Linked DNA regions of Sus scrofa: regions 1, 2 and 3 are each linked to region 4. The links are chromatin contacts, called in public Hi-C and HiChIP or PLAC-seq maps. All regions are on one chromosome and are shown on one strand. The core of a region is the stretch at or near the end of the contact, and the rest is flanking DNA. Distances in the headings are between cores, read along the strand shown. Region 1 holds the start of ZNF764 (zinc finger protein 764). Region 2 holds the start of KCTD13 (BTB/POZ domain-containing adapter for CUL3-mediated RhoA degradation protein 1). Region 3 holds the start of TAOK2 (serine/threonine-protein kinase TAO2). Region 4 holds the start of SPN (leukosialin).

Region 1 (7,317 bases), core at 3,457-5,956, 180 kb after region 4:
GATGCACCCACTGGTGCTTGGCCACGGCTGACTTCTGGCCGAAGCACCTGCCACACTGAGGACAGGGGTAGGGGCGCTCGCCGCTGTGCGTGCGCCGATGGGCTGCCATCTCGGAGTTCTGTCGGAAGCCGCGCCCGCAGTCTGGGCACGGGTAGGGCTTCTCGCCCGTGTGGGTGCGCATGTGGCGCCGGAGGTCGGAGGCGTGGGCGAAGGCGCGGCCACAGTCCCGGCAGGGGAACGGGGTCTCGCCGCTGTGGACCCGCTGGTGCTGGTAGAGGGCGGAGCTCTGGCTGAAGCAGCGGCCGCAGTCGGCACAGCGGTAGGGCTTCTCGCCCGTGTGCACCCGGAGGTGGGTGGTGAGCGCGGAGCGCTGGGTGAAGGCGCGGCCACAGTCCGGGCAGCGGTGGGGCCGCTCGCCACGGTGGAGGGCCCGGTGCTTGCTCAGAGAGGAGGCCTGGCTGAAGCCCTTGCCGCAGTCAGGGCAGCAGAAGGGCTTCTGACCCTTGTGCATGTACAGATGCTCCACCAGGGTGGAGCGCCAGGCGAAACTCTTCCCGCACACGTAGCAACCGTGGCGCTGGTCTGCCCTGGGGACCGGGGGATGGGCACAGAGTGGCGGGCGACCCCGGCGAGGCATCTTGGATGGCTGCTCCCAACCACCAGAAAACCCAGCGGAAAGCGGTTTGAGAGCTGTCAGCCCGGGAGGCTGAGCGTCCACAGAAAAGATCTTCCCCAGAGCCTCTGTCTCTTCTCTTTGTCTTTTCTCTTCCTGGTCTCTAGAACCTGCTGGGAGATAAAGGGACAGCTCAGACTCATCCTCCTATCAGGCTTATCCTGGTCCTTGAGTCCCACACCGCATATGGGGACAGAGAATCCTCTTGCAAACAGCCACCTTCTGGACCCACAGCTGCCTCTGGAACTCAGCTCGGTACAGGCAAGCAAGCTGGGAGTGACACCTTTCCTCCGGGGCACGGGATGGAGAGAAAAGCTGCAGAGACAGAGACCAAGAAGAAACAGGTGCACAGCACATTCTAGCTCGGGGCTGGGAAAATGGGGGTCGGGGTGACAGTGTAGCTGGATCACAGAGGATGAGCAGATGGTAAGGATGCATCAGGTGGCAGGAACACAAAGGAGGCATGAAGGTGGGTGGCAATGACAAGTTCGGAGGGGCTGGACAGGTGGACAGGGTGAACTGAGAGGAAGAAAACAGTACAAGCCAGGAGAAAGGAGGCCGATACCAAAGTGTAACAAAAAGGAGTTCCCACCGTGGTGCAATGGGAAGCAGCAGCAGCTCTGCCGGTCGAGTTGGATCTCCCACCTAACACCATGGGTTAAAGGATCTAGTGTTGTGGAATTCCCATTGTGGCACAGCAGAAATGAATCCGACCAGGAACCATGAGGTTGCAGGTTCGATCCCTGGCCTCATTCAGTGGGTTAAGGATCCGGCATTGCTGTGAGCTGTGGTGTAGGTCACAGAAGGGGCTCAGATCCCACGTTGCTGTGGCTGTGGTGTAGGCCAGCAGCAACAGCTCCGATTAGACCCCTAGCCTGGGAATCTCCATATGCCACAGGTACAACCCTAAAAGGACAAAAAAAAAAAAAAAAAAAAAAAAAAAAGAAAAAACACAGATAAAGGATCCAGTGTTGCTACAACACTGTAGATGTAGGTGGCAACTGTGGCTCAGATCTCATCTCTGGCCCAGGAAATCCGTATGCTGCGGGGGCGGCCAAAAAAGCAGAGAAAGTTTTGGGAGTTAGCTTGTGGCACCGTGGGTAAAGGATCTGGCACTGGCACTGCAGCAGCTGTGGTTGCTGCTGTGGCATAGATTCGATCCCTGGTCCAGGAACTTCCATATGCGGCAAACTCAGCCAAAAAAAAAAAAAAAAAAGTAAGCTAAAACCCAGGAGGTGGCAGAGGAGCCAGAGGGCAGGCAAACAGCAGGAGGGACAATGTGGAGCTCAGCAGAGCTTAGAGACCAGCTAGATGAGAGGGGCTCAGATTCGGAGGAGCTGGGAGTGGAGAGGCAGGTATGCCAGTCACACTCACAGCCCCTTTCTAGGCTAAATCCAGAAGCTCAGCAGGGACCAGGCATAATAATAACTGTAGGAGTTCTCATGGTGACTCAGTGGTTAAAGAACCTGACTAGTATCCACGAGGACGAGGGTTCCATCCCTGGCCTTGCTCAGTGGGTTAAGGATCTGGCGTTGCCGTGAGCTGTGGTGTAGGTTGCAGACTCCGCTCGGATCCCGCGTTGCTGTGGCTGTACTGTAGGTTGGCGGCTATAGCTCCGATTAGACCCCTAGCCTGGGAACCTCCGTATGCCACAGGTGCGGCCCTAAAAAGACAAAAGACAAAAATAATAATAACTGTAACTGAGAAAGTAATTCAAGGGGGAAACTGATGAGCAGGGAAGGAGTTGGCAGAGGGGGCGCAGGATGGATCAGGCCCAGAGGAAGTCCCCACGAGACAGAGCACCCAGTACTTCACCTGTGTCTGCCTCTGTCAGACACTCTCCCACCTCCGGATCCCTGGCCTCTAGACCCCACAGTTCGGCCTCTTGCTCCACCCAGGAGATGAGGGCTGGCTTGGTGCCTCGAAAGCCTGGGGGAGAAGAACGCAAAGCGCAGGCTGCGGGGGAGGCCGCCGCACAGGGTCCCGCCTTCCTGGGGCCGCCCACTCCACGTGCAGGACCCCGAGGCTGGGCGGGGTGAACGGGGATGTGGACACAGGAGAGCAGGTGAGGCCTCACCGAGCGCGCCCAGGAGGCCGTAGGTCTCGCGCATCACGTCCCGATAGAGGGCCTTCTGCGCGGGCCGCAGATACGCCCACTCCTCCGGGGAGAAGTACACGGCCACGTCCGCGAACTTAACGGGCTCCGGTGTCCCCCACTGGCCCCCGGCCCCGTTAGGTTCCCGCGTGGGGAGCGGGGCCGGGGGCGGCGCCATCGTAAGTGCCACCCCGGCGGTGGGCCAGCGCCACCCCTACCGGCCGGGGTCCATGCAGGAGAGGCGATCCGGGTTGCTCCCCGGCCGGGCCCAAGGGTCTGGGGCCGGGGGAGCAGGAACAGCCCCTCGAGGACCCACGGGGGTGGCCGAAGATGCCCGGAGAACCAGGACTGGAAGGTGCCTTCCTGAGAGATGGCGGCAACACCGCCCCACGAACTTTGCTCCCGCGCCGTCGTGCCCAGATGACGCCACGCCGGTGTCTCCAGGTGGCTTTGTCTTCGAGCCCTCAGTCAACATGGCCGCGGCGGCGACAGGACGCCCGCCAAGGCGCTGCCACCGGCCGGGGGGCGGCGTTGCCCAGAGCGCGGCGGCCCCGCTTCCCAGCCGGGTCCCAGTGCCCGCCGTGCTGAAGGTGCAGCCGCGGCCCCGCCCAGGCTGGCGACCACCGCCTCCAGCGCCGAGCCCGGCTCGTTCCGCCGCTGCGAATTCAGACGTTTTTTTTTCGGCTCTGGGTCGTTTATCCGCGGGCTTCGACCCGTCACGGGGTGACAGCAGATTATCCCCAGGGCTGAGGATCTAAAAATGAGATGGTCCAGGAACCTTCTCTATTGGAAGCCTGGTCGAGACTGAAATTCTGGAAGCTCCTGTTCCAGGAGGTTGTAGGGGCAGCCGGGAGTGAATAGGATAAGGTCTGAGAAAGGTCAGAAGGACCCTCTTGGAAGTCTCTGCTGTGGCTCAGCGGTAAGGAGCCCGACTAGGATCCATGAGGATGTGGGTTCTATCCCTGGTGTCATTCAGCGGGTTAAGGATCCGGCGTTGCCCTGAGCTGTGGTGTAGGTCGCAGAGCAGGGCATAAGGATTAAAAGTAAGTTAAAAAAGAATTTCTCAGAGTTCCTGTCGTGGCGCAGCAGAAACAAATCCGACTAGGAACCATGAGGTTGGGGGTTCGATCCCTGGCCTCACTCAGTGGGTCAAGGATCTGGTGTTGCCGTGAGCTGTGGTGTAGGTTGCAGATGTGGCTCGGATCCCGTGTTGCTGTGGCTGTGGCATAGGCTGGCGGCTACAACTCCGATTAAACCCCTAGCCTGGGAACCTCCATATGCCCTAAAAAGAAAAAAAAATAATTTCTCTGACTGTAAAAAAAAAAAAAAGTACGTAAGAGGGTTGTGTTTAGGAGTCAGGTACAGGGAGGTGTCATTCAGGAGTCCTCCCTCTGTGGCCCAGTACATTAATAATGTGGCTTGTCTCTGTGGTGTTGCTGGTTCGATTCCTGGATCAGCACAGTGGGTTATAGATCTGGTGTGATCACTGTGCGATAGGTCTAAGATGGGTCCGGATTAGATCTTTGGCCTCAGAAGTTCCATATGCTGGTGGGTGGGGCCAAAGGTCATTCAAGTGAAATTGCCCTACAGGAGGGTGACAGGCTTCACAAAACAGTTTAGCTCCTCTGGTTTAGGTCCTTGCTGATTTAGGCCTGGGGTCTCCAGGCTGGTCTCTGGGCCTCCGCCTTTCCCAGAGCATATTCTGTGGAGCAATATTCCCGCAAGATGGCAACAAGTGCCACTTCTTCCTGCCCCTTCTAAAGTGCCCTCAACAAAGAGGTCCACCCTCAGTTTCTCAAACCCTGCTTCAGACTTTGAACCAGGAGTTCCTATTGCGGTTCAGCCGGTTAAGGACCTCACACAGTGTCCGTGAGGCTGTGGGTTCAATCCTTGGCCTCATTCAGTGAGTTAACAATCTGGTGTTGCCATGAGCTGTGGTGTAGGTCGCAGATGCCACTCAGATCTGGTATTGCTGTGGCTGTGGTGTAGACCCCAGCTGCAGCTCCAATTCAACCCCTGGCCTGAGAACTTCCATATGCTGCAGGTGTGGCCCTAAAAATAAAAACAAAAAACATTGAACCAGACAGCTCCAAGAGCTCCCTGCCAGCTACAGGAAGCCACAGTCTACCCTGTTATCTCCATCCTCCTCACTCAGCCGAAAATTTTGTCCTTGTCCTAGGCCCCTCTGATACTGCAGCTCCCACATCCAGCCCTTGGACAGGCCCTATCCTTTCCTCTTCGAGTGTCTACCTCCAGTTCTTCTGCTTCTCTCACCTCCACTCAACTTCCTCCACTGCCATCCCTCCTCAGAGCAGCCAGAGTGGGTTTTGTGTCATTTTTAAAAAGTATTATTATTAATGTACAGTTGATTTACAATGTTGTGCCAATTTCTGCTGTACAGCAAAGTGACTCAGTCATACATATACATATAGATATTCTTTTTTTCATATTACTTTCCATCATGGTCTATCCCAGGACATTGGATACAGTTCCCTGGGCTGTACAGTAAGACCTTATTGTCTATCCATTCTAAACATAATACAGGGAGTTCCCATCGTGGCTCAGTGGTTAACGAATCTGACTAGGAACCATGAGGTTGCTGGTTCGATCCCTGGCCTCGCTCAGTGGGTTAAAGCTCCAGCATTGCTGTGAGCTGTTGTGTAGGTCCCAGATGTGGCTTGGATCCTGCGTTGCTGTGGCTGTGGTATAGACCGGCAGCAACAGCTCTGATTAGACCCCTAGCCTGGGAACCTCCACATAGTGCCGGTGCGGCCCTCAAAAAAGACAAAAAATACATAAATCAATATGTAAATAAATAAATGTAATAGCAAAGTAAGTTTTTAAATTCAAATCAGATTACCTGAACCCTTGACGGTCATGTGCTTAAAACCCTCCAGGGGGGAGTTCCTACTGTGGCGCAATGGAATCCATGTCGGACATCTCTGCGGCGCCAGGATGAAGGTTCAATCCCCGACCTGACACAGTGGATTAAAGGATCCAGTACTGCTGCAGCTGCAGCTCAGATCTGATCTTGAGCCTGGGAACTCCATATGCCATAGGGTGGCCCCCAAAAAAACAAAACAGTGGTTTATATGAGGTCCCTAAAGTAGTCAAATTTATAAAGACAGGAAGTTGAATTTTGGTTACCAGGGGCTGGGCAAAGAGGGAATAGGGCATTTTGTTTAAAGGGTACAGAGTTTCTATTGGGGAGATGAAACAGTTAGAGGTATAGTGGTGTTGGTTGCCTAAGAGTGTGAATGTACTTAATGCCACCCAACTGTACATTTAAAAATATTTCAGGAGTTCCCATCGTGGCTCAGTGGTTAACGAACTGACTAGGAACCATGAGGTTGCGGGTTCGATCCCTGGCCTTGCTCATCGGGTGAAGGATCCGGCGTTGCTGTGAGCTGTGGTGTAGACTGCAGATGCGGCTCGGATCCCGCATTGCTTGGCTGTGGCATAGGCCAGCGGCTACAGCTCCAATTGGACCCCTAGCCTGGGAACTTCCATATGCCTTGGAAGCAACCCTAGAAAAAAAGGCAAAAAGACAAAAAAAAAAAAAAAAAAAAAAAAAAAAAACAAAAATAAAAATGTTTAAAATGAGTCCTTCCCGTTGTGGCTCAGTGATTAACGAATCCGACTAGGAACCATGAGGTTGCGGGTTCGATCCCTAGCCTTGCTCAGTGGGTTAAGGATCCAGCATTGCCGTGAGCTGTGGTGTAGGTCACAGACGCGGCTCGGATCCCAAGTTGCTTGGCTGTGGCGTAGGCCGGTGGCTACGGCTCCAATTAGACCCCTAGCCTGGGAACCTCCATATGCCATGGGAGCGGCCCTAGAAAAGGCAAAAAGACAAAAAAAAAAAAATTAAAATGGTAAATTTTATGACGTGTAGGTTACCACACACACAAAAAAAATTAACTATAATTTAAAATATTAAAAGGGAGTCTCTGTGGTGGCTCAGTGATAATGAACCCGACCAGTAACCATGAAGATGTGGGTTCCAGTCCTGGCCCCGCTCAGTGGGTTAAGGATCCCAAGTTCCCTGAGCTGTGGTGTAGGTCACAGACTTGGCTTGGATCTGGCATTGCTGTGGTTGTTTGGTAGGCCAGCATCAGCAGCTCTGATTCAACCCTTAGCGTGGGATCTTCATATGCTACAAATGCAGCCCTAAAAAAGCAAAAAAGTAAAATAAAATAAAATAAAATGTTTTAAAAAGTGAGAAGTTCTTGTCGTGGCTCAGCGGAAACAATTCTGACTAGTATCCGTGAGGACTCATGTTCGATCCCTGGCTTCAATTAACAGTGGGTTAAGGATCTGACATGGCCATGGCTGTGGTGTAGGCCAGCAGCTGCAGCTCTGATTCAACCCCTAGCCTGAGAACCTTCATATGCCACGGGTGCAGCCCACAAAAACAAACAAAAAAAGCAAACAACAATGCAGTGGCTTCCCAATTTATTTAGAATCAAATCCAAAAAAAAATTTGTTTAGGGCCAAAACCATGGCATATGGAGATTTGCAGGCTAGGGGTCGAATTGGAGCTGTAGCCACC
Region 2 (7,830 bases), core at 5,323-7,822, 160 kb before region 4:
GCCAGCCAGCCTCGTTACAACCTGGCCTGCATCTCTCCCCACCCTGCTAAAGGCAGCCCCTTGAACACACCCTTGCATCTCTGGCTGCCACTTGATCTGTCGTTTATGTGAATGGTTATGCGCAGTTCTTTTCTTCCAGTGCATGGTGTGTGCGTCCTGTTTGTACCTGAGCTTTCTTTTTTTTTTTTTTTTTTTTTTTTTTTTTGTCTTTTTGCCTTTTCTAGGGCTGCTCCCTCAGCATGTGGAGGTTCCTAGGCTAGGGGTCTAATTGGAGCTGTAGCTGCCAGCCTACACCAGAGCCACAGCAATGCGGGGTCTGAGCCTCGTCTGGAACCTACACCACAGCTCACGGCAATGCCGGATCCTTAACCCACTGAGCGAGGCCAAGGATCAAACCCACAACCTCACGGTTCCTAATCAGATTCGTTAACCACTGAGCCACGACGGGAACTCCTGTGCCTGAGCTTTCTTGTCATGCCAACAAGGGATGGGAAACAGTCCTTCCCAGAGTTACTGGGACCATACTTTGTTCCCTTCCTTATTTGAAATGATGCTTCCTGAAATCTCAAACAAAATTCAAAGAATGGTTCTCTTCCAGACCAGCCCGGGGAAGCCAAGGTGGGGGTTCTCACGCTAGGATGGCACAGATTTTTGCAGGCAGGAGGCACACATGTTCGAGTTTCTGAGGAATGCTACCCACTGCTCAAGGCCATGGCTTGTCCCCAGGCTTGTCTTCCAAGAATTAGAGCCATCATGCAGACAAGTGGGTGAAATGAGGCTTGGGAGCCAGCAAGAGGCGGGTTTCAACCTTTTCATCGACAACTCATAGCTCCCAGAGCCTGCTCTGGCCTCCTGATATCAAAACACCCCAGGGAGTTCCCTTCACAGCTCAGTGGTTAACAAGCCGGACTAGGATCCATGAGGATGCGGGTTTGATCCCTGGCCTCACTCAGTGGGTTAAGGATCCGGCATTTCCGTGAGCTGTAGTGTAGATCACAGATGCGGCTCAGATCCTACGTTGCTGTGGCTGTGGTGTAGGCTGGCAGCTAGCTGTAGCTCTGATTGGACCCCTAGCCTGGGAACTTTCATATGCCGTGGGTGTGGCCCTGAGATGCAAAAAAATATACAAACAAAAAAAACAAAAACAAAATTGAAAAACACCTCAGGCCCCACCCTCCCCTGCATGCTGTCTGCCTGACTGTTCTTGCATCCCTCCTGGGGCCACCTGGAGGGCCACATTTACCCATGGTTCCAGCTGCCCTGGCTCCCACGACAGGTGCACAGGCTGACTTCTGTCCACCTACACATTCAGGTGTCCTCCCTGCAGTGCTTTTGTTCTATTCTGAGCTAAACATTTTGCCTGTTTTCTGTTTCAAAATGTGTGTAATAATTGCTGTGAGGCTGAAACCCCTGGGTCCTAAAGAGAAACTTCCAGAGGGGGAACTGTCTGGTGTGATAGTCCCTGCTTCCCCAGCACCAGCCTCAAGGGCTATCCAGCTCCTGTACCCAAGTCCACAGTTTGTCCCCGCAGTGGGGACACCTGGGCCAAAGGCTCATCTGGACCAAAGGTGGAAGGGACCCTGGGTGGCTGCTCTGGCCCAGACACAAATACCTTGGTGTTCCCTCTCCTCTGTTAATGTCTCATCACATTGTAGCTTTGAAACTGTATGTGTTTTTGAATGCCTAGAGTCTGCTCCCTTATTTATAATAAATGAAAATATTTGGAAAAAAATAAAGCTTCTGCAAGAGAGGAAAATGGACAGCAAAAAAAAAAAAAAGTGAGAGGGAGCTACTTCAGACAAATATGAATTATCACTCTCAAAGTCGAATCCATGTTCCCTCTGCAAGGAAAGATAATATAGCTTAAATGCAAAAAAACCCCAGATTTTGACATATGTACATGGACAAAAAGAGTGACATTTTAGCTAATTTTAAAAATATATCAGGGATAAGGATCTGGCATTGCTGTGAGCTATGGTGTAGGTGGCAGATGCAGCTCAGATCTGGCATTGCTGTGGCATAGGCCAGTGGCTACAGCTCTGATTCCACCCCTGGCCTGGGAACCTCCATATGCTGCGGGTGTGGCCCTAAAAAGACAAAAGACAAAATGTATAAATATAGCCTGGCACAGTGGGTTAAGGATCTGGTGTTGCCACAGGCTTAGGTTGCAGCTTCAGCTCAGCTCTGATCCCTGACCCAGGAGCTGCATATGCCCTGGGGTGGCAAAAAAAAAAAAATATATATATCTTAGGCACTCGACAATTTAATAGAGCTATACAATTAAAAAGTCAGCATTTATTAATCTCTAGTTACGAAAATGAAATATTATCCAGGTTAAACAAAAGAATCTCTTTTTGACAGCCAAGACAATCTCTTTCCTTTTGTTCTCTCAAAGAATCTTCTTCTTGTCCTAAGTTCCCCAAAATGGCCACTGAACTTCTAAACTGTCCCTAGTGAGGAGTTCCCATTGTGGTGCAGCAGAAACGAATCTGACTAGTAGCCATGAGGATGCGGGTTTGATCCCTGACCTCACTCAGTGGGTTGGGGATCAGGCATTGCTGTGAGCTTGGATCCCGTGTTGCTGTGGCTGTGGTGTACGCTGGCAGCTACAGCTCCGATTAGACCCCTAGCCTAGGAACCTCCATATGCCTCGGGTGCTGCCCTGGGAGGAAAAAAAAAAAAAAAATAAGGGCAAAAATAAATAAATAAATAAACTGTCCCTAGTGAAAATTGTGCCAGTTAGCAAGATAAGGGTACAAGTTACTGTAATTGTGAGAAAACATGAAGGAATCAGGTATTTGGCCCAGTTTTAGCTGAGACAAGCGTTACAAGAGTTCATAAAGATGTGCTGTGCAACCTTGTATCTCCAGAACTTGGCCAAAGACCAATCGTCATTGATCAGGAGCCAGAAAAAAAATGACCTGAATCTGGGCAGAAGAAATGAAACAAAGTCGTTTTCAGGCACACAGACAATACTGAGGAAGAAGTCCTTATAAATATTTGGAATGTGACCTGAGGTAAAATTTATTCAAAGGACACTGGTTTGAGGACAACTTTTGAATTCCACAATCTGCAGGGCTGGGGGTAGGACAGACTGATTGGGCCTTGGCTGATAGAGTGACTTATCTGGTTAATTTTTTTTTTTTTTTCTTTTTGCCTTTTTAGGGCTGCACCCGCAGCATATGAAAGTTCCCAGGCTAGGGGTTGGATTGGAGCCGCAGCCACCGGCCTATACCACAGCCACATCAAGGCAGGATCTGAGCCACGTCTGTGACTTACATCACAGGTCCTGGCAATGCCGGATCCCCAACCCACTGAGCAAGGCCAGGGATCGAACCTGTATCCTCATGGATGCTAGTCAGATTCGTTTCCACTGAGCCACGACGGGAACTCCGTATCTGGTTAATTCTGATAACAAATGATACTCCAGCAGGCTAATGATAAAAGTCTCAAGGGGTTAGCATTCTCAGCTTCTTAGAGGGACGAGTGGTGTTCAGTCACCAGAGATTGAGCAATAAATAACAGGTTTGTGATGTACTCAAATATCTAGGGCTACACACCCATCCTTTCTCTAAAGACTTTTCCTCTTGGAGTTCCCATCTTGGTGCAGCAGAAACGAATCCAACTAGGAAACGTGAGGTTGCAGGTTCGATCCCTGGCCTTGCTTAGTGGGTTAAAGATCCAACATTGTCGTGAGCTATGGTGTAGGTCGAGGATGCGGCTCGGATCTGGCATTGCTGTGACTCTGGCATAGGCCGACAGCTGCAACTCTGATTGGACCTCTCTAGCCTGGGACCCTCCATATGCCTGCAGGTGCAGCTCTAAAAAGACAAAAAAAAAAAAAAAAAAAAAAAAAGGAAGACTTTTCCTCTTGTAACACACTATATTCAAGACACTAGACAGGGGAAGTTCCCATGAGACGCAGTGGGTTAAGGATCTAGCATTGCTACAGCTGTGGCAGCAACTGTGATGCGGGTTGGATCCCTGGCCTGGGAACCTCCACATGCCACAGGTGTGGCCAAAAAAAAAAAAAAAAAAAAAAAAATCCAAAACACTAGAGAGGGGGGCAGACCATAGGAGCAGGTGGAGAAAGCCAGAAAACAGTTCTCCCAAGGAAAAATGTGACTGGATAATCAAAAAACGGAAGGGGATCGTTTTCCAAAGAAAACAAACAAAATAATCCCAATACTCAAGGGTCTCAACAAAACGTCAGAGTCCAATTCAACAAGAACTTACCTCCCAGCCAAGGGTAGGATTGCAACCTCAAACAGTTAGAGACAGAAGGGATCTCAGGTGTGTATGTTGTTGCTAGAGTCGAGGGTCCTAGTTTGAGTTAGTGAGGGTTTCAGCTGAATCTCTGTGGATCCTCCATTTCTGACAATGCCTTCCGGCCAAAGACCACCAGGAGCGCACTTGTGGTTGAACAAGGGAGACAGCATAGCACGGGGCATGCAGCCTGGGCACCTCTGTAAGCACATACTAGAAAGGACTTATTTCAGGATTGGGGCTTGTGTTGGGTGATTTTCTAGTAGGATTCAAAAAAGGGGAGATTTGCTCTAGGTTGGATGCTGCCAGGAAGTAGGGATAATTCTTTTTCTTTTTCCTTGTTTTGCCTTCTAAGGGCCACATCTGCAGCACATGGAAGTACCCAGGCTAGGGGTTGAATCAGACCTGCAGCAGCCAGCCTACACCACAGTTACAGCAATGCCAGATAAAAGCCTCATTTGTGACTTAGGCCGAAGCTCACAGCAACACTAGATCTTTGGAGTTTCCGTCATGGCTCAGTGGAAACAAATCTGACTAGCATCCATGAGGACGCAGTTTCAATCCCTGGCCTCGCTCAGTGGGTTAAGGATCCGGCAGTGCTGTGAGCTGTGGTGTAGGTCACAGATACAGCTTGGATCTGGCGTGGCTATGGCTGTGGCATAGGCCAGCAGCTAGAGTTCTGATACGACCCCTAGCCTGGGAGTTTCTGAATGCCACAGGTGTGGCCCTAAAAAGACAAAAAAAAAAAAAAGAGAGAAAGAAAGAAAGAAAGAAAAAAGAAGAAGAGAAGAAAACACCGGATCTTTAACCCACTGAGCAAGGCCAGGGATCAAACCAGCATCCTCAGGGATACAGTTTGGGTTCTTAACTCACTGAGCCACAATGGGAGCTCCTTCTTTTTGGTTATCTTAATAATTCTTATCTAGAAGTTAGGAGGAATGGATCAGGGCTAAAGCTGGACTTGGTAAAGAAGCAGCCGTCACTCAGACTGTGATGGAAAAGGTCACCATTGGTCATTTTTGTGGTCTGGACAATGTTCCTGTTTTCGTGTTCAATTATGATTATGGAACAGTCTTTCAATTCATCAGAGAGGAGTTTTTTCTGAAGCTGGTGTCCTATAAAATTGTTTATGCTCAACAGGGCAACATCATAGCCTAGCTTATAGTGTCAGGCCCCCTCATAGCAACAGAGGCTTCTGAAGGAATAGTGAAAACTGGGTCCCAGTTGTCATGAGCTGCTTTTCTCTTTCTCACCAGCTACACTTGAAAAATCAGAATTGACAATATTGCCCTTTGGGTAAAACATGGGCTCTCCAGGCTAACACAGGCCCTGTTACTCCCTAATACCTTGTAACTGGTTCATTCCACTCATTTACATTCCTACCTAGCCCCTGCCATTTACATTTGCACACGTCACTCAGCAGAAAAGAAACCAAACAAGCCCAGAGAGAAGTAACACTGCCGGTGAACTGATGGCCAGGCAGAACTACAGCTTCATGCTTCATTTTCCCTCCAGCAGATTCTCCTGCTAGACATTCAGATCGACTGTTAAATGTCCCAGGTATCAGCCTCTCAACAGAATGCAGATGAGATCAGATTCAAACACTTCTCGCCACACTTTACCAGCAACGTTTTCCTAGCTTATTTCTTTCTTCCAAGGTTGGGTGTCTCACGACATAGGCTGGGATTCTAAAACCCTTGTCCAGGTTGCTCTAGCCACCCCTGACCTTCTTTCTGCCTGTTAAATATGCCAAGTGTGTCTGGTTTACGGGTCTTTGTATTTGCCCCGGGCTCTTCTTGGAACTCTCTGCCCTCCGCCTCCACATAGGCGTCTCTTCTGAGCTTCAGCTCAGTATCACTTCCTCAGAGAAGCGCTCGTCAACGGACGACCTCATCTATTCACATCCTGCATGCCCTACCTAGCATTACTGCCACCTCCTCTGGGAGGCCACCTCCGTCTGGCCTCCCTTAAGAGCTCCCCTTGGGGCTTTCGTTCGCAGCTGTCAAATGCGCGGGGCCGGGAGGCGGGAAACTGTGCCCCAACCCCTTGCCTCTCTGGGCCCCTTCCCCTTCACGCCCATGAAGCACCCTGAGAGTGGAGATACGCGAAGGGGGCAGTGTTTTCCACACAGGCAGGTGGCCAAGAGCCCTACTTCGAGTCTCCCGGACAGGCGACCTGAACACACCTCACGCGGCGCCCCGCCCTCCCGCAGCCCGCGCTCGACTCCCTCTGCCAGCCCACCGCCACCACGCATGCTCCTCCCTCCCGGCCGCGCGAGGTCGGGGGCGGGACCTTGACGCGCCTGCGCAGTTCTCGCCCGGCTTCCGGGCGGTTCCGGCGCGATGATCCAGAGGGCCAGTGTCACTAAGTAGCGGCGGGGCTTAGGGGCGTGCGGGCCCAGCGGTCCGGCCCAAGGGCTCGGGTCCCGGGGTCTCTGGGAGCGGCCGGAGGGTGCGGAGACAACCAAGGATCGTCGCCCGCCGCCGCCACCAGGCATGTCGGCCGAGGCGTCTGGCCCCGCAGCGGCGGAGGCCCAGTCCCTGGAAGTTCCTAAGCCCGCGGGTCTCGAGCCTGGCTCCGCCGCCTACGGTCTCAAGCCCCTGACCCCGAACAGCAAGTATGTGAAACTAAACGTGGGCGGTTCGCTGCACTACACCACGCTGCGCACCCTCACGGGACAGGACACCATGCTCAAGGCCATGTTCAGCGGCCGCGCGGAGGTGCTCACTGACGCCGGAGGTACGCGAGCCGCCCTTGCTTACTGTCCTGCCTCCTCCAGATCCCCGTCTCCCTTTTCTCCCAGTCTTTCTTCGCCCAGTCTTCTCACGCCCCTTCTCTCTTGCCGTCCAGTCAACTCATTCTCACTTCTTCCATCCCCTACATCCCATGGCACCTCCCTTTTCTCATTCTTCATCCCCTTCCTCCCTCGGTCTTTACACCCAGCAGTAGTAACCAGCAAATTCTCAACATGTTAGGACCAAATTTTCATTACTGCTCCCCACGGACTCTTCCACTCTTTCCTCCTCAGCTCAAAAGACTCGGGAAGCAGCCCTGGTGCCAACAGCACCCTTCCAGGCAACCTTCATCAGTTTCTTCTACCTCAGCACTGCCAGCAACCACCCCCGAGAGTTGGAGGACCTAACACAGGTCCCTACACTCTAGAAATCTATCTGTAAATAACAGACTGTCAGAGGAGAGGGCTGCTTTGGGTTTGCCAGGGACGCCAGAGTGGAGAGTGGACAGTTCTCTCTGGCAGGCGAACCTTACCTTCTCAAAGTGTGTCGCAGTCAGGTTCGGGCTCCATATGCTCAAGGGGAACCTTAAAAGTCCAGGGAGGGGGATTCAGAAGAGGTTAACAAGGATTGTGAGAGCAGGAAAATTGAAATTGGGGAGGCAGAGCTCAGTCTTCAAATATCTGCAGGTGAAGAGTTTATTGTTCAATGAATATTGGCAAAATGCCAGTTAGTGTAGGAGATAGTTTGGTAAATGAATCTGATTAAGATGAGCCTTATGGAGTTTTCTTTTTTGTGGGGGTAGGGAGAGACAATAAGCAAGTAAACATAC
Region 3 (7,251 bases), core at 4,237-6,736, 200 kb before region 4:
CAAGTCTCCAAGAAGCTGTTGCCAGCAGAATGAGGAGTGGTGTAGCGAGCACCCCGCCCACCTATCGTTAGTGCTGCTTGTACCTATGGATCATGTTGTGGGAGTGCAGATAAGCCAGGCCCTGAAGAGCCCCGTGGGTCACAGCTGCAATCTCCACCTCCTGAAGGGGCTTCTTGTGCACTGAAGAGTAAGGGAAAAACATTACACTGAGGGAGCCCAAGGGTGGGACTGGAACTACCTTCCCTTAACCCTTCCCCCTACAGTTTCTCTGCTCTTCTCCCTCTCCCACTTGTAAGCCAAAGAATCACTTACCTTCTAGAAGGTCAGAAGCTGAGCCCAGGCAATACTCCATCACCAGCTAAAGGGTCAAGGGTCAGAGATCAGCAGATCTGGCCACCCCTGACCTGTCTCCCTCAGGGAGAGATCCAAAACAGAGAGCTTCCTTCACTCAAGTGATGCCCCGGGGGTAATAACAAGGAGAAAAGACAACTGAGAAAATGGAGAGTGGAGGGGAGTCCCTAGAGTAAGGATCTCACTTAGAAAGAGCCCAAGACATCACCACCACTGTCATCTGGATCCCTTCAAAGCCTCATTCACTCTGCAGCTCCTCCAGCCCACATGCCCCCTTTCAACTGCTAACAGTCTACGTCACTCTTCAAGCCCAGCCTCTCCTCTGGATGCGCAACGCTGTTCATGAATTTGTCGGAGGACTAAAGAGGTTGGGAGAGATTTCCTCCCTCCGGAGATCTGAATGACACTCTGAACAGATCCCACCTAAGAGCCTGGACTAGGGTAAGGATGGGCCTGAGTGGGGGCAAAGATCAGGGCAGAGGCAGGGGCTAGCTCACCCAAGCCGTGTGTTCCCTCAGGTAACAGCCCCGGTACTGAATGGTATTGGGATGCCGGAGCTTCTGCAGGAACCGCACCTCCTTGATGATGTCCTGCCACTTCTGAAAGAAGGTCAGGGGAAGAGAGGCTTCCTCAGCCTGCACCTTGAGACTGGGATCCTCTGCCTCCTACCCAGACTGTCAAACCTGACCCACCTCATTTGACTGCTTCCCACTGTAAGACATCTTCTTGATGGCCACCACCTCACTATTCCGGACATCCCGGGCCTAGAGGACCAGACCAGAAGGTAGTGAAGGTCCCCAGTGAACACGGGGCAGCAGGCAGACTTGCTGGCCCAGTAGGAGGGCAGGAAAGGCTGGTGTGATGGAGTAGCATACAGGGCTGTTTGGAGGTCTGCAGTGGGAAGACAGTGCCTAACCCACCCTCCCAAGCCTCAACTCACAAAGTACACAGCTCCAAAGCTGCCATGGCCAATTTCCCGGAGGTCAGAGAAGAGCTTTTCTGGGTCATCCTTGAAGAAGAGCTCAGCCACATCGGGGTCCTTCAGGCTCCCGGCCCGGCCCCCAGCTGGCATGGTGGCCCCTGGGGGCCCTGAGAATGGGGCCTGACCTAGAGGACAGAGACAGGACTTTTAGAACAAAGATGGGCTCCTCAGAGAGGTAGGGGTCCCTCAAGTTTCTGCCTTCTCCTCCCCTAGTTCCCCAGAGAGGGGGAGGCATTACTGAGGAAGGGCAGGGTGAGATAAGAAACATCAAAGCTCCCCCCCAACCAAAAAAAGGTGCCCTGGCAACCAGAGCATGGGGGCCGGATCCCCAGAGTCCCTAAAACCACAGGAAGACTAGGAGCTAAGCATCTTCACCTACCCTTTCAGCCCTCAATAAGTTCCATCTCCCTACAACCCTTACATCTCCTCTCAAGAATAAAAGATTGTGCCTCCCGGCCAGAACCCCAGATCCCCAAGTGTCCTGTCCCACAAGTACCATGCCCCATTTCCAGGCACCTTCCTGTTCCCCTTGGCGTTGAGGCCCCCTCCTTCCTCAACCTCTCACACCGTGGAAGAGCGCAGGAAATGGCCAGGCCGGAGGCAGTGGAAATCCGGCCATTGTTACAAGTGGGTACTGGCCCACAGGGGCCAAGAGACTTGCTCTCAAAAAGGGCTGGGGACACTGTGGCAGGGAGGAGATTTAGAATGGGAAGGACAGGGACAGAAATGGCCTCTGGCTCTGCGGGGTTCTCTGTGATCTGGGCTGCCTTCTTTGTCCAGTCCAATGGCATACATATTACTTTGCAGTGTACAAAGGACATTTATTGAGCATATAGAAAGCCCCTTACGTACATCACCTTCCATTCAATCCTCACCACAACCTTATGAGGTTTTACCATCACCCCTATTTTACAGAGGAGGAAATGGACTCAGACAGGTCAAGTGACGTGCCGTGCCCAAAGCTGGTCCTCTATCCCTGTGTTTTCAGAACAGCCCTATGAAACAAGCTGGGCAGGATCGTGATCTTCATTTCACAGATGAGATCACTGAGGCATAGAAAGGAAGGACTTCTTTCCCAAGGTCACAGTACAGGACCTTCTCCTCACCAGGCATTACTCCCTCAATAACTCACTCCAAGCTCAATCCCCTCCTGCAGGAAGCCTCCCCAGACTACTGTGCCCTTGGGGAGAGCTCCTAGAGCATCTAGCCAGAAATGTGCTGAAAACTCCAGCAGTACTTCACAGCCAAGACCCCCAAGGGGATTCCAGGCCAGGCTCCTGGCTAAGTACTTGTTGGAATTTAGGCACAAAAGAGTTTTCAGCAGAGCTGGACTCCCAGGGCAGAGTTCTAGCTCCTTAAAAGCACCTAACAATTTAGCATGTAATTATATTCTGTTGTGCATTGTTTCCTGTTGTGTTGTTAATTTTGTCTTCTCAGCCCAACTGGAAGCTGGAGGGCACGGAGCAAGCCTCACTCTCTGGTGGGCCCCCAGGGTGCAGAGGGCTCAGAATAGCCTGAGATTGATTGATTGCCCTGAGCCCAGCCCTAAGCAGCTCTCAGCTCCTCAAAGCAGGCCCCTTTCTCCATTCTCCTGCCAGCAACCCTGCTAAGCACCCCTCACCCCCACCACACACCCACACACAAAGGCAGGTGCTCACAACTTGCCAAAGGAATCTTCTTGACCTCTTTATCAGCACCCAGCCAAGAATGCCAACCCAGGACCCCAGAGCGCATGTAAGGGATGCCAGTGAAACATCACACAGGGCCTCTGCATCAAATAACAAACATATGAGTGGTTACCAAGGTCTGTGCTAAATCATAACCACCTTCTAAAATGGACAATGTTATCTCCACTCTACAGATGAGGAAACCCAAGTCTGTCGGTCCTAAGCTACACTACCAGCGCATATCATCCACAAAGTACAGCAACAGGGCTCTGAGTAAGTTCCTTACACTTGGTCTTCTCATCAGTAAAACGGATGACAGTGTGGGGCTGTTGTGAATTTTTTAATGAGATCTCATACTTGGGAGGAACACCATGCAGACACTCAGTATACGGATTTTTCTCTCTGCTTCCAGAGTCACCCAACAAGGCTCTAATGCTTTGGGGATCATCCTACCCTACCTACCTACAGCTCGGCTTTAACTGTTAAAGAGACACCACTGTCATTTGTCAGAAGAGGCAGCCCTCTCAGGAACCCAGGCCAAAGACTGGGATCAGGGTAAAAGATGAAGGTCACAGTAGAGAGAAAAATCCATGAAGCAAAAGGCAGAAGCCAGAACTTCCCATCAGGACAAGCTCCTGAGAATAGCCCTCAAGTAGCTCCTCTCTCTTCCATTCTTAAATCTCACCCCAACTCATTCTCCTCTGCACCCCTGGCTAACCCCAAGCACAGAACAAAAGAGATAACGAGAGACGGGTATGGCGCAGAGGGGGCAAGACTTGATCAAGGGCTTGGGTTCCAATTCTGATTCTGCCACTGTGTGACCTTGGGCAACCTCTCTGGGCCTTAATGTTCTCAACTGTAAAATGGGAAGACAGCAATCAATGAGCCCCTCACCAGATGAATGGAGGGGAAGAGGTCACATGAGAGAAGAGATATAAAGCACTTTGGAAATAAATTGCCAGACAAATGGGCTCACTTCTACCATCACAGCAAGAGGTTGGAAGGTAACAATAGGCTGGGGGGAAATATTGCCAGGTACCCCCAGATACAAATGCACTCACACACTTCCTTGAAAGGACAAGAAACCCAACCAGACCATGCCTGAAAAACAGATAAACAGACCCACCACAGGGATCAGAGGCATGGGAATCAACAACCCAGAGCAGTAAGGAAAGAGGGTTACAATCATGGAGAAGGGGTAGCAGTGAGGGGCAAAGTGAACAGAGAGACCAGAAGGGCACAAACCCATCCGATTAGCTCAAGCACCCTAGGGTATGACCCCCGGTGACATCGGAGACCCTGTCACCTGAGGTCCCCCAGCAACCAGGCAATAATGAAGGGAAGAGGAAGGGAAAGAGGGTGGCAGCAAAAGGCAAGGCTAGTCAGAGGCTGACCACTGGCCCCGTTGGGCTTCCCCATCCTGAGGACAGGGCCTACCCAGGGCCAGCTTCCCAGAAAGAAGCACCCTTTCTTCTCAAGCTAGACACAGGGACCCGCGCCCCTGCACCCCGTGTCTCACCTGGTAGGGGTCACTATGGTGCCCCAGCGCCTCCGCCTCCTCCTGGGGTCCTCCAGCGGCTCTGCCAAGCAGGGAGAGGGGCAAGGAGACCTTTCCCCTTGCCACCTCTTCCTCGGCTTTCGCCCTTCCTGAGGGGCGGGCCCGGGAAGCCTCCCGTGGAGGGGAGGGGGTGACAACCTGATCTGACCTCGCGGTCCAGTCCTCCTCCTCCTCGAGGGCGACAGTTGCTGAATCCCGGATTTCTGATTGTGGGGTCTGAGCCCCAGATATTTGAACGGGGGGAGGCTGAATCTGATATCTGAACTAGTGGGGAATGAACCCCGGATACTGGTACACGCAGGATCCTGAACACCAGATATTTGAAATTCTATGAAACAGAGCCCCAGGTTTAGAGAGGTTGGGACCCGAGTCCCGGATATCTGAAATCTGAGGGGCTGATACCCGGATATTTGAGAAGCGTGGGGTCAAGCCCGGAAATTCGAGACCGAAGGGACTGAGCCCCAGGTCTTCGGCCACCGACAGGGGGCCTACCCCGAGGACGGTCGACCGCACGGCCCCTCTCACGCCGGGGTCCGAGGGTGACAGCCTCCACTCCCGCCCCGGCCTCCTCCCTTTCCCCTTCTCTCTCCCGAGGATAGCGGAAAGATTGTAGCTAAGGGCGGTCCCCGTGCCCTCTCTCCCTCTCCTCTTCTCAGTCTCAGCTTCTCTCCGCACCACAGCCCCGGTCTCGTCCCGGTCTCCCTCTCCCTCTTCCTCCCAATTCCAAGATGGAGACCGGGCGGGAGCGCGCAGGCGCGGTAGAGACGCCGGGCCAAGGGGGCGGGGCTCAGAAGGGAATAGTCCCGCCCCCTCCCCTTACCGCTGCGGCCGGGGAGCTGGGCAGTAACCCAGCCAGAGTGCGCGCGCGCCCCGCCACGCGGACCCCGGGTGGGAGGAGGCCGGGAGAAGGGCCAGTCTTGGAGGGGGAGGAGCCCAGCGCGCTGTCCGACAACTGGTGGTGGAAAGGGCTGCGGCGCATGCGCCCGCCCCGCCTTAGCGCTGAGCCCGAGCTTGTTGCTAGGGGAAGCTTTGAGGGGGCGCGGGTGGCAGGAAATAAGAAGCTGCGATCTGCGCCTGCGTGCAGGGTAGAGGTTGGGAGGGGTAAGGGAAGACTGCTGCTGGGCGCGGAAAAGGCGGGAAAACGGACTGTCCTGCTTAGTAACTATCCAGCCGGGACGTGGGCTACCAAGTTCGAGGAATCTTTGCTGGTAAAATTCTGTCATATTTCTTCATTGCAGCATGACGTGCACAAGGTCACACTGCACTTATGTCAAAGCATTTCCATGACCATACCCGAGAGCTGCAGTAACCTATGCCCTATACCGACCTGTATCCCAAACTAGAGAGTCAACAAGGAAAAATCCGCCAAAACCTCGCAAGCCCCTCTACCCTAAAACTCCCACCTTAATCCAATTCCCAATGAACACCCTGGGAAACGCTGGGCAAAAAAAAAAGCCTTTTATTTCCTCCCACATTCCAGCTCTCCACTTTTTGTAACATCTCTTCCAACTCCGAACGAAGACCCAAGAAGTTCACACCTGAAGAGAACAAAATAAAAAAACAGGGCAGGTCAGAGGACCCGTGGAGGAAGCTCTGGGATGGCTGTAGAAATTGAGGAAGGAGCAGAGGAAGTGACAACTAGAGATAGGTACAGGCACTTATGCCAACTGAGATGGCCTCAGGACCCCAGGATCTGCCAGGAGTCAGAAACTCTTCCTTTCCAGTCTGCTCAGATCTAAGAAAGGCTGAGAGGGATCCGCCTTTCTCCATCCCAGGTAGGTGGTCGCGGAATTCCTGTGGCACAGCAAGTTAAGGATCCCACTTTGTCACTGCAGCGGTGTGGGCCACTGATGTGGCATGGGTTTGATACCTGGGCCTGGGAACTTCCACAGGCCACAGGCAGAGCCCCCCCCCCCCAAAAAAAAAGGAAAAGGAAAAAGAAGAAAACTAGGTAAGTCTTGAGGGTCTAAATCCTTTCGTCAGAGCCATTCCCTGGGCCTGTGCTGTTTCTTCTTCTCTCGCAGTTATTTCCTAAGGCACAGCAGCCAGCAAGCTGAGAACAGTTTAGGAGCTGGGTGTACAATATATGACTCATTTTCAAATTATATGAGACTCACCTGAAAGGGTGAGATTTTTTTACAGGATATATATATATATATTTTAACCATAATGAGCTGACCCACTAACTAGTCCAATATGTCCCACACTCCCACTTTGGAAGATGTGTTCCCTCCAAAGACCCTGCTAGCAGAATCAACTTTATCTAAATGGAATGATGGCTAATGGAAAAAGAGAAGATGCATGTGAAGTCCTTGGGCACGTAGTATGTGCCCAGTAAATGGAATCATCAATCAATTCCTTTGAGCAGTTCAAAATGAATTTTACAAAATTTGCATCATAAAACAGGGTATCAGAATTTTAGGACAAATGCAAAACAAACATTAATTCATATCCAGAACATATCAAATTTGAACCCTCTTCATTCACCACTGATGCCAAAAAGCCTGGATGAGAACTACACCTATGGATGAATCTTAAAATCAGAATGTTTAACCAAAAGAAGTCAGTCACAAAAGAATATGAGTCCACCCATATAAGGCACAGAAATAAGTAAAGCCAAACCATATTGTTTAGGAATGGCTCTTTCTCAGTTAGAATTGCCACCCCCGCCCCATACCCTGTTCCCACAGGAC
Region 4 (7,661 bases), core at 3,852-6,351:
CTTGGAGCCACAAAGATGACATGTGTACTTGGTGGCGCTACACTCTAATGAATGAGAGACATCATCACGTGATTCCAGTTGTTCCTGCTGTCACAGCAGGCGCTGTAGGAGAGTAGGAGAAAGACCACCATATCTGTTTGAGATGGAGGCAGCAAAGGCAGCATCAAAAAGGCAGGGACATTGGAGCTGCATTTTGACAGTGGGGGAGGAGTTTGGCGGGAAGTCCAGATGTGTACGTGGTGAGTCGAGAGGGCAGTGGGCTGGCTTCAGGCATGCGCAGACCCAAGGGTGAGTACGCAGCGCCCTCACTGGCCGGCAGTTCATGGTCCGGCTAGGCTGTCATGACGCCCCTCACTGGGCAGGCAGGTGCTGAGCATCCCAGGGGACTAAGGCACACAAGCACCCATTGGCAGCTCACTGCTGGGGACAAATAGATGGTCTACAAAGTACCCTGGGTTTCTTTTTCTTTTCTTTTCTTTTTCATTTTCGGCTACCCCTCAGCACCTGGAGCTCCCCAGCCTGGGAGCAGATCCAAGCTGCAGTCTCCACATAAGCTGAAGCTGTACCCCGGGGTTTCTGATGGCTAATGCCTCAACCCCAAACCTCCCCAGAACAGGGGCAGAAATAGGGATGTAGAGGAAAATGAGGTATAAATGTCCATTTTCAGAAATGGAATGTCCTTGGATCCAGGCTTTGCAGCCCCTTTCCTAGCTGCAAAGTGAATAAATAGATTTCTCAAAAATTTCCCCATCCAAAATCTTCTTCCATCTGGAATTTGCATTTGGGATGACAGAGCTATATTTGTAACCATGAGCGTAATGTGCACTTTGAAAGTCAAATGGAAACATGCATTTTAAAATATAAGATGAAGAATGATATGCTGCATATGGTTGTGTGTGTAAGAGAGACGAGAATGTGCTGGCAATTAACATTGGCAAAAGAGGAAAAAATGTGATTTTACTATTTGGATAAAATTAGTATTTTATTAAAAAATTTTTTTTTTCCTTTTTAAGGCTGCACCCGCGGCATATGGAGGTTCCCAGGCTAGGGGTCCAATCGGAGCTACACCTGCAGGCCTACGCCACAGCCACAAGAACGCAGGATCCAAGCTGCATCTGTGACCTATGCTACAGCTCACAGCAATGCCGGGTCCTTAACCCACTGAGTGAGGCCAGGGATCCGACCCTCCTCAGGGATACCAGTCAGCTTCTTAACCCACTGAGCCACAACAGGAACTCCAGGGCCAGATCTTGAAGGGGTATTATACTCCATGCTAAGGAAGATGGGCGCCCCCTGACAGCCTTAGGGGGTGCATAGTTCATCTGGACAGAGTAGCCTTTTACACGGGTCATTGGGACCAACACAGGCGAAGGGTGGAAGGGTCAGGGGTCAGGAAAGCGAAAGGGCAGTCTCAGCAGGACCCAGGCCAGGCGGGATGGGGGCCTAGAGAGACGAGAGGGCTCCCAGGGACCATGCAGGGAGAATCAGCTGGACCAGGCACCTGGGGACGGAGGCCAGAGGAGAGAGTGGGGCCCTTCACGGCGTGGCTCTAACCTTCCTTCCAGCTTCCTCAAACCCGACACCCCACCCACCAGTGAACACCTTTTTGTTCCTTTGTTTTTTTTTTTTATTGTAAAAGGAATGGATATATAAAATTTGGATACTACAGAAGAGGGTGAATAAAGTAAAAATCACTCTTACCCTATCAGCCCGTCCCCCACAGACCGGGCAGAGGTGGCCCAACTCCTGGCAGATCCGTGGCCACTTTCCGCTCCTTCTCTCCCCATCCCTCTCCTCCCCCACCCCGTGAACGGGAACCCCCCCCCCAGGCCCTTTCCCTGTCTCCCCATGTCCCTTCCATTCCAGGCCACCTGGCCGGCACACTCACACGCGGCCCTTGGCGGCTCCTTTTGCAGGTCAATGTGTCTGCTCTCTGACTCAACAACTTCCTCTTTGCACATTTCCTCTTTGCCCTGGGGAAATACCAACAGCCTCTGGTCCGTGGCCTCCGGTCCAGGAGGCGCCCGGTGCTCTGTCCTGGGCTGGTCCCAGAGAGATGGCTCAGTTAGGCTTTGTCCCCTCCTGGCCATCCCCTGGGGGCCTGTCACGTCTCACTCTGACTGACTCCCTTGGAGGATGGAAGAGGAGATGCAAACACATCCAACCTGTAACAGCATCAGCAAGACCCGCCCTGGGTCTCCTGCGAGTGTTGGAACAGGGCCGGGGGCCGGGGGGGGGTGTGTGCGGGGGCTGGGGGGGGGGTCTTTGAGGAAGAGATGACCGAGTGGCTGAGCTGAGGAACCACACTCAGTCGTCACGCATGCGGTCTTTCCCCTCAGGGCCGGCCACAGGCGGAGTTCAATCTACCTCTGCCCAATCTGAGCAAAGATGAGGGCGCCTATGCCTCGGCAGCAACAAGGGTGGCATCTCCTCAGCCTCTGCAGCCCTTCCTGCCCTCGCCCCCACCCCCGCCCCTGTCCTCACCCCCGCCCTTCACAAACATCACGGATTCCTCGCCTCTCCCGCTCGCTCGCTCGCGCAAACCGCCCTCATACGGGGACCCACACAGATGCTGAGACTTCTAAGAATGACACCTGCCCTGAAATTCTTCTCACCTCCGAGGGGGAGGGGAAACAGCTGAAGCCTCTGGCTGTCTCAGGCCAGAGGTGAGGGAGAGTGTGGCGGCTTGGACAGTGGGCCAGCCTAGAGTCCAGGGGCTGTCACACACGCACCCGAGAGCGCAGCCCGATGACACCAACCCAGCCCGTGTTCCAGGCTGGCCCGGCACAGCGCTCCTGGGCGCAGAGTCAAAAGAAGGGTCAACTGTTCTAGTCTGTGGGGCCGAGTGTACTTTCCAGAGTCATCCTAAGGAGGAGTTTCCTGGGTTGCTTTTTCTGTCATCTTCCCAGACTCTGGGATCCCTGGAGCATCCTCTGAAAAATCCAAGGTCCAAAAAGTTTGGGATTAGGGAGACTCAGCTGGGGTCGAGGACAAAAACATAGAGAAACTGTGATGGGGAGCAGTGAGGTCCACGAGGAAGCTTTGCTCATTCAAGCTTTGCTCATTCTGTCTACAGGCGTTCAGTGGGTGCCAGCCCTGGTCTAGGTGCTGAGTGCAGATGCTGGCGGGATGATCCAGGGCCAAGAAGCCGAATGAAGACTCAGAGTGAAGATGCTGCGTGCACATCCAAAGGGTGCTGGGTGAAAAAGCTGGGTGACAGTGAAGTTGGATGTAACGGTAGGAGGGAGGGTGATGAAAGAGGGAGTGACTCTGGCTTCCATCCTTGTCATGAAGCCCTAAGCGGCCCCCGCCTCTCTGGCTTCTGGCCCATCAGAAGCAGAGGCGTCCGCAGCCCCATCCTCGCTGCCCACCAGCGGCTCCTCCTCACCCTTCAGCTTGGCGGCTGACCCAGCCTTTATCTCCTCCAGCGCCAAGGAGCCCTGGCGAGACTTCCGTTTCCCAAAGAAAGTGGTGAGCGTGGGTCGCTGGCCAGGCCCCTCCCCCTGGGGAGCCCCAGAGTCCTTGTTGCCCCCAGATGCTCCCTCTGGTGACATGGCCTCCTCATCGGACACCTGGGCTCGCCCAGCCCAGGCATCTACGACCCCATTGCGGTTTCCACCTCTGCTTAGTGTCAGGACTCCTGTCTTCCGCTTCTGCCGCTGGCGCCATAGCAGGAGTAGTACCACGAGGACAATGACCACCAGCAGGGCCACAAGCACGGCTACCAGCATGGTGCCATTTGTCCTCTGACCTGAATTTTGGGGGGAGCTACTGCTTGTGTCTACGGTGGATATTCCTACCCCAAAGATGGGGTCAGTGGTCTTCATAGAGGTCTCCCTGGTGACAGGGGGTCCACTGGTCCCCTTGGAAGTCGTTAGCAAGCCAGTTTCAATGGTGACAGGGGGTCCACGGGTCACAACGGAGGTCTTCGAAGACCTAGTTGCCATGATGACAGGGGGTCCAGTGGTTCCACTGGAGGCCACCAGAGAGCTGGTTGCCGTGGTATTAGGAGGTCCACTGGTCCCATCAGAGGTCTCCAGAGAGCTGGTTGCCGTGGTGACAGGAGGTCCACTGGTCCCATCAGAGGTCTCCAGAGAGCTGGTGGTCATGGTTTTACCAGTCACAGTGTGCAACCCCAGGGAGCTCATTCCTGAGACAGCAGGTGTATTGGCTGCATCAGAGATCTCCAGGAGCATGGATTTCCTGTTGGTGGAAACTTCCTGGGAGAGTACTGACCTGGGGAGAGGAAGGCCACTGCTGGCAGCAATGGAAATCCCGGGGGAGGACACCTCTTCAGCTGGGTAGGGAGTTGAGGAAGGCAGGAAGATCTGATGCCCAGGGCTGTTACTTTCCTCAGGGAGCTCAGTTGTTGAAAGACTGGATGCTTCTGAGTTGATTTCGGGGGTCCCAGAGACAGAGACCAAAGGAAAAGGGGACCTTGCGGGTTCAGACATCTGCAAAGCAGTCGTGCTCTCTGGAAGCTCTAGGCTTGCCACTGGGGCCCAGACGCTCCCAAAGAAGAGGAAAAGCGGGATCATTTTCAAGGCGACAGGCATGAGCAGGAGTTGGGACCTGAGGGTGGGGAAACCGGAGAAAGAGAACACATAAGAACCTGGGGTGGGGGGAGGACCTAGCCAGGCCCTCTCCCCGCCCTTGCCCACTTCCCTGCCAACTGCCAGGCCGAACTCTGCGGTTCAACGGCTTTTTCCACCCCTGCTTGTACTCGTATCAGAAAGTACAAGATGCTGGCGGTTCCCCCATCAACTCTCTCCCTAGGTCCCCTCAGCCTGCCTTGGCAGCTTGTGCTCCAGCAAAGGCCACCCCCTCCCCACCTGTCCCAACCGTGGGCAGCCTCAGTGGCTCCACAGTCTCCTTTTCCATTATCCATCAAGGTCTTTTTCAAGCCAGAAGCACATCCCCAGGTGCACTGGGGCTGCTGCTCCACCAAATCACACCCCTTACCAGCTCACCTGATAAGGGCGAGGTTGCGGCCAGGCTGCTCCAACTCCTCTTGAAGCTGGGGCAAGACTGGTGGCCAGGGCCCCAGGGGGAAAGGAAATGGCCCTGGCTCCACCCACCCCAGCATCCTGCCCCACCCTCCTGCTCCTACATTGGCGGGCTATGAGCAAGGCATCGCTTTTTCAGGGTCTGAGATGGTGGGGGACTCTGGGGCAGGTGGGAATGGTGGGTGGGATCTGGAATGGGGTTCCTCGTTCTCAGTTGGGAAATGTGATAGCAGAGGGTGAAGCTGGGATAGGGGTGAGAGTGGGTGGAGGGGTGGAACTGTGTGGTTGAGAATGGGGGGTGCGGAGGAGGAGCTGGGAGGGGAAGGTGGTTTCCTTTGCATTTGTGGTCCCCAAGCTGTTAGGCCAGGACCCAAGGCTAGCACTTTTTCTGCCCCAAGAGCTCCCAGGAAGTACCAGGGTGCGAGGAACTCCCTCCCTCTGGCTGGGGGCAGTGAAAGCCTTCGCAGGTTGTAGGAAAATCCTGGTGGGCTCTTGACTTCTCGAGAAGCTGGAGTGGGCTGGTGTCACCACAGTGGCCCCCAGTCATGGGATGCCTGACTAAATCGAAGTGGTTCTTAAGCACGCTATACGCTACGATCTTATTTTTGCAGAAGACTAATAAAAATGTGGGAGTCAACACTGATGACAGTCTGGAAAGGTATCTACTGAGGTATTACCACGTTTCTTTGGGTACGTCTGGGTAGGGAGTTCTTTAGTTTCTGCCTTGGATAGTTGTTCTTTTCTCACTTTCGTTGAACGTGTAAGCTTGGGCTTTCGGTACGTGTGTGGTTTTTTGTTTTGTATTCTGCCTTTCTCGAAAAAAATCAAAACCGATTATGTCACAAAAGTAATAATACATGTCCGTGAGAGATGATTAAAAGAAGCCAATGTCACAGCCCGGGATCGAACCGAACTCATGAGCTAAGAGTTAGTCCGACAAAGATGTGCGATTCCTAGGTCAGAGACGCAGGCATCCGCGCCTCATGGCTAAGCAAGCAGCAGAAGCACCGTGTCTGCTTCAGTTCCTCTTGCCTCTGAGTCCCACAGGGGTGACGGCGAGGGGTTTGCACGGCAGCTGAGCTTGGAGAATTTTCCTCTTTTCGAGGAGGTGGTTAGCAAGCCTGCTCTTTGTCCCAAAAGGAGACGTTACTTCATCCTCAGAGTTACTCACTGCGAACACAATCTTGAGCAACCCCCTGAATAGAGAGCATCTGGGACCGTGCCTTGCTGGCAGAGGAGCAGGAGTGTGCAGGGCTGCTCAGGGCTGCGGTGGATTGGCTTTCCCAACAGGCAGGAATTGAAAAGTGACAAAGCTCCTCTACCACCACCGCCAGCTATGCCCTAGTAACGATAAGTCTGGATGCATATACACAGGCATATTCTTTTTTTTCCCCAATACGTTATTATTTTTTTTCTACTGTACAGCACGGTGATCCAGTTACACGTACATGTGTACATTCTTTTATCTCACATCATCGTGCTCCATCATAAGTGACTAGACATTGTTCTCATATACATGTATAGGCTAGTATTAGGTTTTATCATGCATACTGCTCCACACTTTTTTTTTAAAAAAACGGAACAATAGGAAAGAAGGAAGGAAGGAGAGAAGGGAGGGAGGGAGGAAACCTTTCCATTGTCAGACATTACGTTGTTTCAACATTTTGCTCCTGCAAACAGAAATGTAGGAGTAGGGGTTTCCGTTGTGCCTCGGTGGTTAAGGAACCTGACTAACATCCATGAGGACACGGGTTTGATCTCTGGCCTCGCTCAGTGGGTTAAGGATCCGGCATTGCCGTGAGCTGTGGTGTAGGTCGTAGATGTGGCTCAGATCCTGCGTTGCTGTGGCTACAGCTCCGATTGGACCCCTTGCCTGGGAACCTCCATATGCAGTGGGTGCTACCCTAAAAAGACAAAAAGACCAAAAGAAAGAAAAGAAAGAAAGAGAGAAAGAAAGAAACATAGAAGTAATTGGCTGCAAAGTAATTGGAGGTTTAAAAAAAATTTTTTTTTGGCTGCACAAGTAGCATGCAAAAGTTCCAGGCCAGCAGTCGAACCCATGCAGCAACCTGAGACACAGCAGTGACAACACTGGATCCTTAACCCACTGAGCCACCATCGAACTCCTAAATGGATTTTTGTTGTTGTCTTTTTAGGGACGTGTCTGCGGGATATGGAAGTTCCCAGGTTAGGGGTTGAATTGCAGCTGCAGCTGCAGCTCCCAGCCTCTGCCACAGCCACAGCAACACCAGATCCAAGCCGCATCTGTGACCTACACCACAGCTCATGGCAATGCCAGATCCTTAACCCACTGAACAAGGCCAGGAATTGAACCTGCGTCCTCATGGATACTAGTCGGGTTTGTTACCACTGAGCCACAACGGGAAGTCCAACATAAATTTTTTTAATTCAAAAAAATAAACAAAAATGTTGTAAGACTGCGTAAAGATACCCAATTTCTCAACCTTTAAAAAAAAAAGATCACTGAAGTGGGGAGTTCCCATCATGGCTCAGGGGGTCAAGGACCTGACGCTGTCTTGTGAGAATGCAGATTTGATTTCTGCCCTTGCTCAGTGGGTTAAGGATCTGGCATTGCCACAAGCTGCGATATAGTTCACAGATGTGGTTTGGATCCAGTGTTGCCGTCACTGGGCT

The links. Hi-C and Micro-C count contacts between places; a contact is called where the count stands out from the background. HiChIP or PLAC-seq counts read pairs in DNA pulled down with a chosen protein or histone mark.
Region 1: a contact with region 4 is called in a Hi-C map of subcutaneous adipose tissue, with 2.5 times the contacts expected there. The contact joins the promoter of ZNF764 here to the promoter of SPN in region 4. A contact is called at or near these places in 1 of 47 Hi-C or Micro-C datasets (subcutaneous adipose tissue) and 1 of 2 datasets of contacts at active chromatin or transcription factors (alveolar macrophages).
Region 2: an H3K27ac HiChIP or PLAC-seq map of alveolar macrophages shows a contact between it and region 4. The contact joins the promoter of KCTD13 here to the promoter of SPN in region 4. A contact is called at or near these places in 1 of 5 promoter capture datasets (fetal liver) and 1 of 2 datasets of contacts at active chromatin or transcription factors (alveolar macrophages).
Region 3: a contact with region 4 is called in an H3K27ac HiChIP or PLAC-seq map of alveolar macrophages. The contact joins the promoter of TAOK2 here to the promoter of SPN in region 4. A contact is called at or near these places in 1 of 5 promoter capture datasets (fetal skeletal muscle) and 1 of 2 datasets of contacts at active chromatin or transcription factors (alveolar macrophages).

The regions. Positions count from the first base shown.
Region 1 is chr3:17,797,090-17,804,406 of Sscrofa11.1, reverse strand. It overlaps ZNF764 (zinc finger protein 764), which reads right to left and starts at 4,706. Exons shown (of 2, transcript XM_013992477.2): 1 at 2,751-4,706; 2 at 1-786. The coding sequence starts at 2,946.
Region 2 is chr3:18,140,331-18,148,160 of Sscrofa11.1, reverse strand. KCTD13 (BTB/POZ domain-containing adapter for CUL3-mediated RhoA degradation protein 1) reads left to right here and starts at 6,572. Exons shown (of 6, transcript XM_021086431.1): 1 at 6,572-7,005. The coding sequence starts at 6,762.
Region 3 is chr3:18,176,582-18,183,832 of Sscrofa11.1, reverse strand. It overlaps TAOK2 (serine/threonine-protein kinase TAO2), which reads right to left and starts at 5,486. Exons shown (of 18, transcript XR_002342897.1): 1 at 4,520-5,486; 2 at 1,292-1,458; 3 at 1,044-1,115; 4 at 849-950; 5 at 313-358; 6 at 84-180. TMEM219 (insulin-like growth factor-binding protein 3 receptor) reads right to left here. Exons shown (of 7, transcript XM_021088010.1): 7 at 5,999-6,096.
Region 4 is chr3:17,976,171-17,983,831 of Sscrofa11.1, reverse strand. It overlaps SPN (leukosialin), which reads right to left and starts at 5,101. Exons shown (of 2, transcript XM_005655097.3): 1 at 4,971-5,101; 2 at 1,610-4,572. The coding sequence starts at 5,086. The coding sequence ends at 3,297.